Regions from separate parts of the Rattus norvegicus genome. Here region 1 is linked to region 2. A link is a contact called in public Hi-C data. All regions are on one chromosome and are shown on one strand. The core of a region is the stretch at or near the end of the contact, and the rest is flanking DNA. Distances in the headings are between cores, read along the strand shown.

Region 1 (3,670 bases), core at 856-3,355, 560 kb before region 2:
AAGGAGGCATTTGAAGGATTACACATTTAATTTAAGTAAATGGTTTGATAGACTGACGCACATGAATGCTTCTAGGAGGTGTTCTGTTTCAACATCCAGTAATTAAAAAAAAAAAAAAAAAACCACACACACACACACACCCCAATACCTCTAGAGAAAGAAATGCTTTAAAATATTTCCTTCTATTTAACTCTCCATTCTGAACCTTTGTAGGGTGATAAGTATTAAATCCATTTCTGGCTTCATAGAGCTGGTAAATCATCCGCTGGGATATTTTATTCAAAGTTTAGCCCTGATGTGGTTGACATTATCTGTGGCTGTTGCTGCAGTTTGGAGCTGGGTATGAGTGTGTTTGCCTCCCGTGGTATCAGAGCGAGGTGAGGTTTGTCGACTCTGATATCGCAACCTGTACCCACTCTTCGGGCATCTTCAGTCAGCCAGGAAGCACGGGGGCGAGAGGACTCTTTCTGTTTAAATTAATGTGGCTGCAGTAATTCCCCTAAGTGTTCTTTTAGAAGTCAATGTTGGGAAAAACCAGCAGGAGCTTGGGTGTAATGCTTTCTGGTTCTCTTCCCAAGCAATGCCGTGAGCTTTGACAGTGTCGTAATTAAGTGGAGACCAAAAAAAAAAAAAAAAAAAAAAGTGTGCTAAGAAAGGATGGTGGTTTGAAGTGGAAAAATTGACCGTGTGGTTAAGATTTGGTGAATGGTGCAGCCTCACCTCTTCAAGTGTCTTCAAAGGGAAAAGAGCCTATCTTCACTTCTGATTACCACTAATTAACAGGAGATGGGTCCACTTGGATTCCCATGGTACAAGTTTAGGCAAGTGGCTTTCTGAGAATGAAGTCCATTCTTTCCTTATTCTTGGGGGGGAAGGGGGGCAAATAATAAATGTTCTCTTGGTGTTTTCGTGGGGTCTAGTAGAGCGTGTTCACTCAGCCCTAGCCCTTAGGTAATCTTGGAGTCTTGCTTCCTTTTGCCCCTGAACTTGTGGACTGGAATTAGCCTTGTTCTAAAACTGGATGCCATTCTGAGAAACTTGTCTGCCCGGGAGAGACAAATTCTAGATCAGTGCCAAATAGATCATGGATCACACTGTGATCAGAGGGGCCGGCCAAGCCCAGCTTCCTATCCAGCCCCATAGATACCTGAAGTCATGCTGTTCTCTCTGCCACTTAAGGGAACCAAACCCTGGGAAGATGAAGAATGTGTTGGCAGTCTTTTCTTCCCACATATCTCAGACGCCCCCAAACCCACTTGTTGGGGAGCCTTCGGTTCTTTAGAGCTTGAGGATTGAGTGATCCCTTTGCCGGTCCTCAGGTGAAGATGACCCCTTTGCTTAGCTGGGGCCACCCTGCAGTTATATTAAGGGGCGTTTACACTGTCTGACTTTGAGGGGTTTTGTTTTGTTGCGGTTTTTTTTTTAAACAACCAAAATCTGGCTAAAAAGCTGAGGGGAAGGAGAGGGTGGTGTTTTCCCCCATTTCCAGCCCCCATTCCCTCCCCCTCTCCGTGGCCAAGTGTCGATTGGGCAGAGCTGGGCTTCTGCCTCCTCTCCTCCAAGATCTCAGATAAAGCTGAGGCCTTGCTGCAGCGAATCTGCACAATTAAAAGCTTTAATTAGTGGCTCCTCCATTTTCTTAGTTCTGATGGGCTTTATCTAATGAGATCTGGTCTCTGGCTTAGATCTACTCCGAATGACGTGTCCGCAATGAATGAGAGCTTCGTCGCAAACAAAACATTTAATTAACAAAATTGGCCTCTAAGAGAGGGAGGGAAAGGCTGGAAGCAGGGTGTAGAGAGGAGGGGGAGGGTGGATCTTAAAGGGACCCACGTCTGCCTGACCCCTCCACCTCCCAGAAGTCGGGGAACAACCTTACAGCCGCCCCCTCCCTTCCGCGACTCCCGACCCCTCAGCTCCACCCAAGAGCCAACGAGTAGTAGCTTTTGCAAACTCCGGTTCTTTTCTCCAACACGCTTTTCTTTACCCCTACTTCGGGCTGACTGGCGCGGAAAGTGCGGCCAGAGGAGGAAGTTCGGACGCCGTCGGGTGGGGCTCCGGTCGGAGCTGGAAAGTGGGTGGGTGGCGGGCCATATCCACTGTGCAGGGCCGCGAGGGGGCGAGCGCAGGGCAGGAGCCGGCGCGGTGGCGCTGGTGTCCGCGGCTCCGCTCCGGCGGTTCACGTGGCGTCCGCAGGCAGCCGCAGTGAGCTGAGCTGAGCTCCGGGCCCCGGCAAGGGGTTTGAGGGTGGCCGGAGGTGGAGGGTGTGGTGTGTTTGGGGAGGGGATTCGCGTTAGGCAAGGAGAAGCCGCCAGGCAGAGAGTTCATTTCCCTGGTAATCAACAGCAAGCTGCTATATTCAGAGAATGCTGTCCCTTTAATTGAACAGGCTAGGTAATTAAATGGCACTTTTCCAATAGGACGTGCTAGGTAAATCTAATAGTTGGTTATTTAATATCACTTTGAAGTCTGCCCACTCAAGCACAATGACAGCACAGGAGCATGTGAACTATTAGCTAGGAAAAAAAAAAACCCAGGATCTCAAAAATTAATTAAATCGCATGCAATTTAGGGGGAACGTTTATCTTGATTTGTCATAACAGAATTAATTCAAGGCCTCCAATTCACTTGGGGGCAGATCTGTTACTCTGAATTAACCAAGCGTAATTTGGCTGATTTTTTTTTCCCTCCCTCCCCTCTCTAATGCAGTGGTTGCGATTATGCACAGCCCCCCCCCCCTTAGGTATAAATAGCTTCTGGTGCTTTTAAGGTGCTTGGGCTCTAGTTATTCTGAAGTACCTTTAATGGACTTGGCTCCGGGCATAATTTCTGGGTTGCATTTCTTTGTTACATTTAATATAGCTGGTGCAGAATTTAGATTAAATATAGGATCCTGCTGGAAAACCAATTGCTTCTAGATCAGTAGCCGTGGATGTACATTTTTCTCCTCAGATAGGTTGCTGATATTTACTTGCAGGTACAAATGTGTACCTTTCAGGCACACTCTGGGAAATGTAACTCTCTAGTGCCGGAAAGCAGTTCAGAAAACACAGCCAGGTAGCGCTCCATAGAGCATGTATTTTGCTTGAAGTAATAATGCAGTTGAAAATAAGCCCACCTATTGGCCATCGAAGTTACCGGAAGACGCTAAGCATTAATGTTAAACTCAAAAAAAAAAAAAATACAGTTTGTTTCTCCATCCTTTTTCATGGCAGCAAGGAGATTTGGAGCTGAGCCCTGCAGACAAGGCTCGCCACTACCTCGCAGCCATCAGATAGGAAGAAGCGAGACACCTTAGAAGCGGGATTTCTCCCCATCTTTTCCCTTTCCCCCTGTAAAGGACCTCTTGATGTTTGTGATTGATTGCACTGCCCAAATGCTGAAATATTAACGACCTTCTTGGACCGAGGACCCAAAGAAAGGAAACTGAAACCAATTCTGTCATCACAATTAAAGACTCCCCTGGCTTTAATTAGCCTGACCTGGGGTATATCTCCCGGTTGCTTGAGTTAAAGAGAAAAGAGCCCATTATAGTTCAGTCTGAGACCGATAGCTACTTAATTGAGCACCTAAAGCCTCGAGCCTTTTAAATCAAACACTGTCCTGGACAGTCCCCCTGGTTAGATAATTAACTCTGCAACGCACGAGGAAAAAAAAAAGGACAACTTTT
Region 2 (3,842 bases), core at 517-3,016:
TTTTTACATTTTACATTTATGCATTTCTTAGGGTCTTAGGAGTCTGGGGAAAATAGCATTGCCTATTTACAACTGCGCTGAAAAGATTAATATAGTGAAAATGCTAGGAGGCTTGGCATTTACGAAATTCTCAATTGTTAGTAGCTAGGATAATAATGATACTGAAAAAGATGGTCATGATGATTTTTAATGTCATCTTAGATATATTTTATTGCCCACGCAGCAAGGATGGTACTTGCCTTATCTAAGCATTGAAGCAAACTACATAAATGCAGTTGAAATTTATGCATGGACAGAATGAAGGATTACCTGGGTTTTTCCAAATACTGAATTCCACAGTTGTGTTACTATTGATTTAGCTTCATTATGAAGATTATTAGGGGTCGTTACAAAGGCAGTGGGAAATAGATTGAGCAAAATCAATGTCTTCAGAACACATTTACTGAGAGACTACTATGCTTAGGTACACTGCATATATTATATTATATTATATTATATTATATTATATTATATTATATTATATTATATTATATTACTATATTATATTATATTATATTTATGCAGAGGCCTAATGCCAGTTTTAAAATTAAATCAATTCATCTATCCATCTGTTTGTCTACCTATCTATCTATCTATCTATCTATCTATCTATCTATCTATCTATCTATCTATCCATTCATCCATCCATCCATCCATCCATCTATTCATCCATCCATCCACCTACCCACCCACCTACCTACCTACCTACCTACCTACCTACCTACCTACCTACCTACCTATCTATCTACACACACACAAGTGTGTATAACTGGCAGAATAAGATCATGAGGTAATGCTACAGATGTTTCAGTTGTGATTTTTTAAATTCTATTCGTATGTCAGTTCTATGTCTCTATCTCTCTCTCCCTTCTGTTCCCTCTCACCTTCTTTCCATTCCTCCTTTAACACCTGTCTCTTCACTTCCTCTCTCTCTGTCCTTTCCCCTCTCTTCCCCTTCTCTACTTTCATCTGTCTCATCCATCTTTCTTCTTTCTCCAAATTTTTAATATCTATGCTTTCATATGGCTGAAGATAAGTAAATAAACTTTAAAAGTGGGAAATGTTCCTCCAGCTGTTTCTTGAGTGTTTCCACCTATATCTCTCGGTGCCTCTGGACTGCGTCTGTACAAGGGGACGGCAGGGGCCACTCCTAGAAATAGCTCGGTTTTCCATGGCTTTGGCTGAGCATTTGTAACTGTGGCGCACCTTGAGGTCAGAGGGTCTCTGTCTTCTCTCTTTGGTCCATCCCTCTTCTCTTCCGAGGGTTGTTTAGCAATGCTGATGTCAAAATTGAAAATGATTAAGTTCCTTGGGCTTTTTCTTTAACCTTCTATGGTTCTTTGTCCTGACTCCCTTTCTTGTCTATTGAAATTAACTGAGTTAAAATGTAATTAATTTAGACACATTTAAGAAACTGAAAAACAGCCCTGGATGTGTGCACACTGATCCAATGTGAATACTCCAGTGTCCATGTTAAATGTCTTTGAATTTGTAAAATCTTCGCTCAATGCAATAATTTGAGAAGGAAGTGCCTGAAGGTGAATTACGTTTTCTGTCCTCATGTGGTGTCTGAGGTTCAAGGTCATTCTTTTCTTTGCTTTTACAAAATTCCCTTTGCCTGGCTGTGCTATTTGCAGACAATTTCCAGTGTTTTCATTGCTGTATCCTGCTTGCTTGTTCATGTGATTGCTTTGTTCTGCCATGACTGACTGTCCTCATTCATTCTTCTCAGAAGACATTTATGAATTGATCCTGTGTGCTGAGGGGCCACAGGGTAGCTGTCCTGCTTGGACCTGAGCCTTATTTGGCTGTTCACCCCCATCTGCCTAAAATGTTATCTATTCATTTGCTAATTGTTTGCTATGTCTACTATGAGGACCACTGACAAAGACCCGCTGAAATGGTGAACGGATATCTTCAGGAACATCTTCACACTCCCTGGCCTCTTTAAGTCTGTGGCTGTCACAGATATGCCAGCCATGGGATAAGTGACTCAGCTCTAGTTTTTCAATGTGTAGGTTTCTTCTTTGGTTGTGTATCCTACTCAAAATCAGGGAGGTAAAACAAGCCCAAATGTCTTAGCCTCCTATGAAGTCACACACCGATCAGCTACAGCAACCAGGTCCTAACTACCATTGCTAAAATGTTCTGCTGGAACAAAAATCTCAGCTTCCCATGCTGTTTAAGGATAAAGGGACCGGTGAGCTAATCCCCACCAAGCTGAATGAAGGGCCTTCTAATCATGTAAAAATAAGTTTAAAGAATGACCGTTCTTTAGAAGGGGACAGCATTTCACAGGTCGTAAAGAAAGAAGCCGACTTCTCTGTCCTGGGAATGCATACACTTGTGCAGATACAGAAGAGCTTGGGAGAAGCTTCATTCATTAAACTTCCTGTCATGTAAAATGAAGACCTGAGTATGAATCTCCGGCATCCATGTACAAACTGAGAGACAGGGAGTTTCCTGGAGCTCTTTGGCTAGACAACTTAAGTCAATGTGAACTCAAAACTGAGGAAAGAAATGGAGGAATGCATTCTATGCTGAGTGTGGCCTGTACATGCAAACGCTGCCCACATGTATATGCACACATTGGTATTAGCATGTATAATACACACACACACACACACACACACACACACACACACACACACACACACACACTCCTACCTTGAAGGTCTTATTAGGTCCTCAAGGAGTTCAGTCTACAGTGGCTCCCATAGAACCTAAGGTTGGACACAGTTTTAGTGAGATGATTTCTTTCAAGACTGGAAGTACAAACTATTCAGATGCAATGCAAATGGTCTAAGTCTAAGGGAAAAGTCCAGCCTAACTTCAGTGATCAAAGGAAGTTCACGAGATGAGTGTATTCTGCATTTCTGGAATATGAATCTGCTTCCTCAATAAAATGGCTGACAAAAGATAGGGTAAGGCAGATGGGGAAGGAGGCCATAGATACTTTAAGGCATTTTTTCTTGTGACACATGTCAGGAAGGGGTGATCTCCTCTGTCACTAAGAATTATCTATATTCCCTGTGCTACAGATTTTCCTACCTATGACTATGGTTAGATTTGAGAAACAGGTTAGGGACAAATGAATTAAGTAAATATTTTTATGACGTATGAAAGTGAATTTTATGGAAACAAAAGAAAATGAAGATGTCCTGCTTGGTGGAGGCTTGTTTCCAAACATAGCAAAGGCCCCACTGTGACCATTGCTTACATTTTTCAACATTGATTTTCTACCATGTAAACAGTTACTTTGACATTACCCATGGCATTTCCTCCTGGTAACAACGATATACTGTCTTTGAAACATTTCCTGAAATTTCCCAGGTTTTTTCTTTCTGTAGGTCTCATTGTCTCTGTACATTCTTTCCAGGAGATTGTGCATCATGGGTCCACCATGCTTCCTGTCTCCCTGTGCAATCCAGGGACACTGGGAATCAGGAACCTGTGAAATAGCGTTGAATCTCAGAGAAGACTCGCCCGCATTAGTCTCCCCTCAGTAAGTCTTAACTCACTTGCAAGTGGGAAGCATTAAGGCCTGTACTAATCGGCTCTCATTGAATTGCTCCCCAAGGCAAACTTGTGAAGGAGGAGTTGGTCTTTAGAGCTTGTATAAACTCCTTTGCTCTCTTTCCTTCTCTTCTCTATTAGGGATATTTACTGCCTGCTTCTTCCCAAAGGTCTGGTGCATCAGCTTCCTGTAGCTGGAAGTGGATCCAGACCTCCTCTCATGGCTGTTTCGAGCCACGTAATCCACCCAAATTCCTTACTTGCCTCTGCCTCTGTTCAGTTCCAGT

The links. Hi-C and Micro-C count contacts between places; a contact is called where the count stands out from the background.
Region 1: a contact with region 2 is called in a Hi-C map of Schwann cells, with 2.9 times the contacts expected there. The contact joins two enhancer-like sites.

The regions. Positions count from the first base shown.
Region 1 is chr2:235,933,301-235,936,970 of GRCr8, reverse strand. All of the region lies in intron 2 of Lmo4 (LIM domain only 4), which reads left to right. Among named protein-coding and RNA genes, the nearest start is that of Lmo4, 6.1 kb to the left of the region's middle. Within about 2 kb of position 2,105, at least 11 of the 93 cell types and tissues checked have an H3K27ac peak or open chromatin away from gene starts, as enhancers often do. A contact at or near this core is called in Schwann cells, where this site is marked.
Region 2 is chr2:235,375,330-235,379,171 of GRCr8, reverse strand. No RefSeq gene overlaps it. Among named protein-coding and RNA genes, the nearest start is that of Lmo4, 560 kb to the left of the region's middle. Within about 2 kb of position 1,766, at least 1 of the 93 cell types and tissues checked has an H3K27ac peak or open chromatin away from gene starts, as enhancers often do. A contact at or near this core is called in Schwann cells, where this site is marked.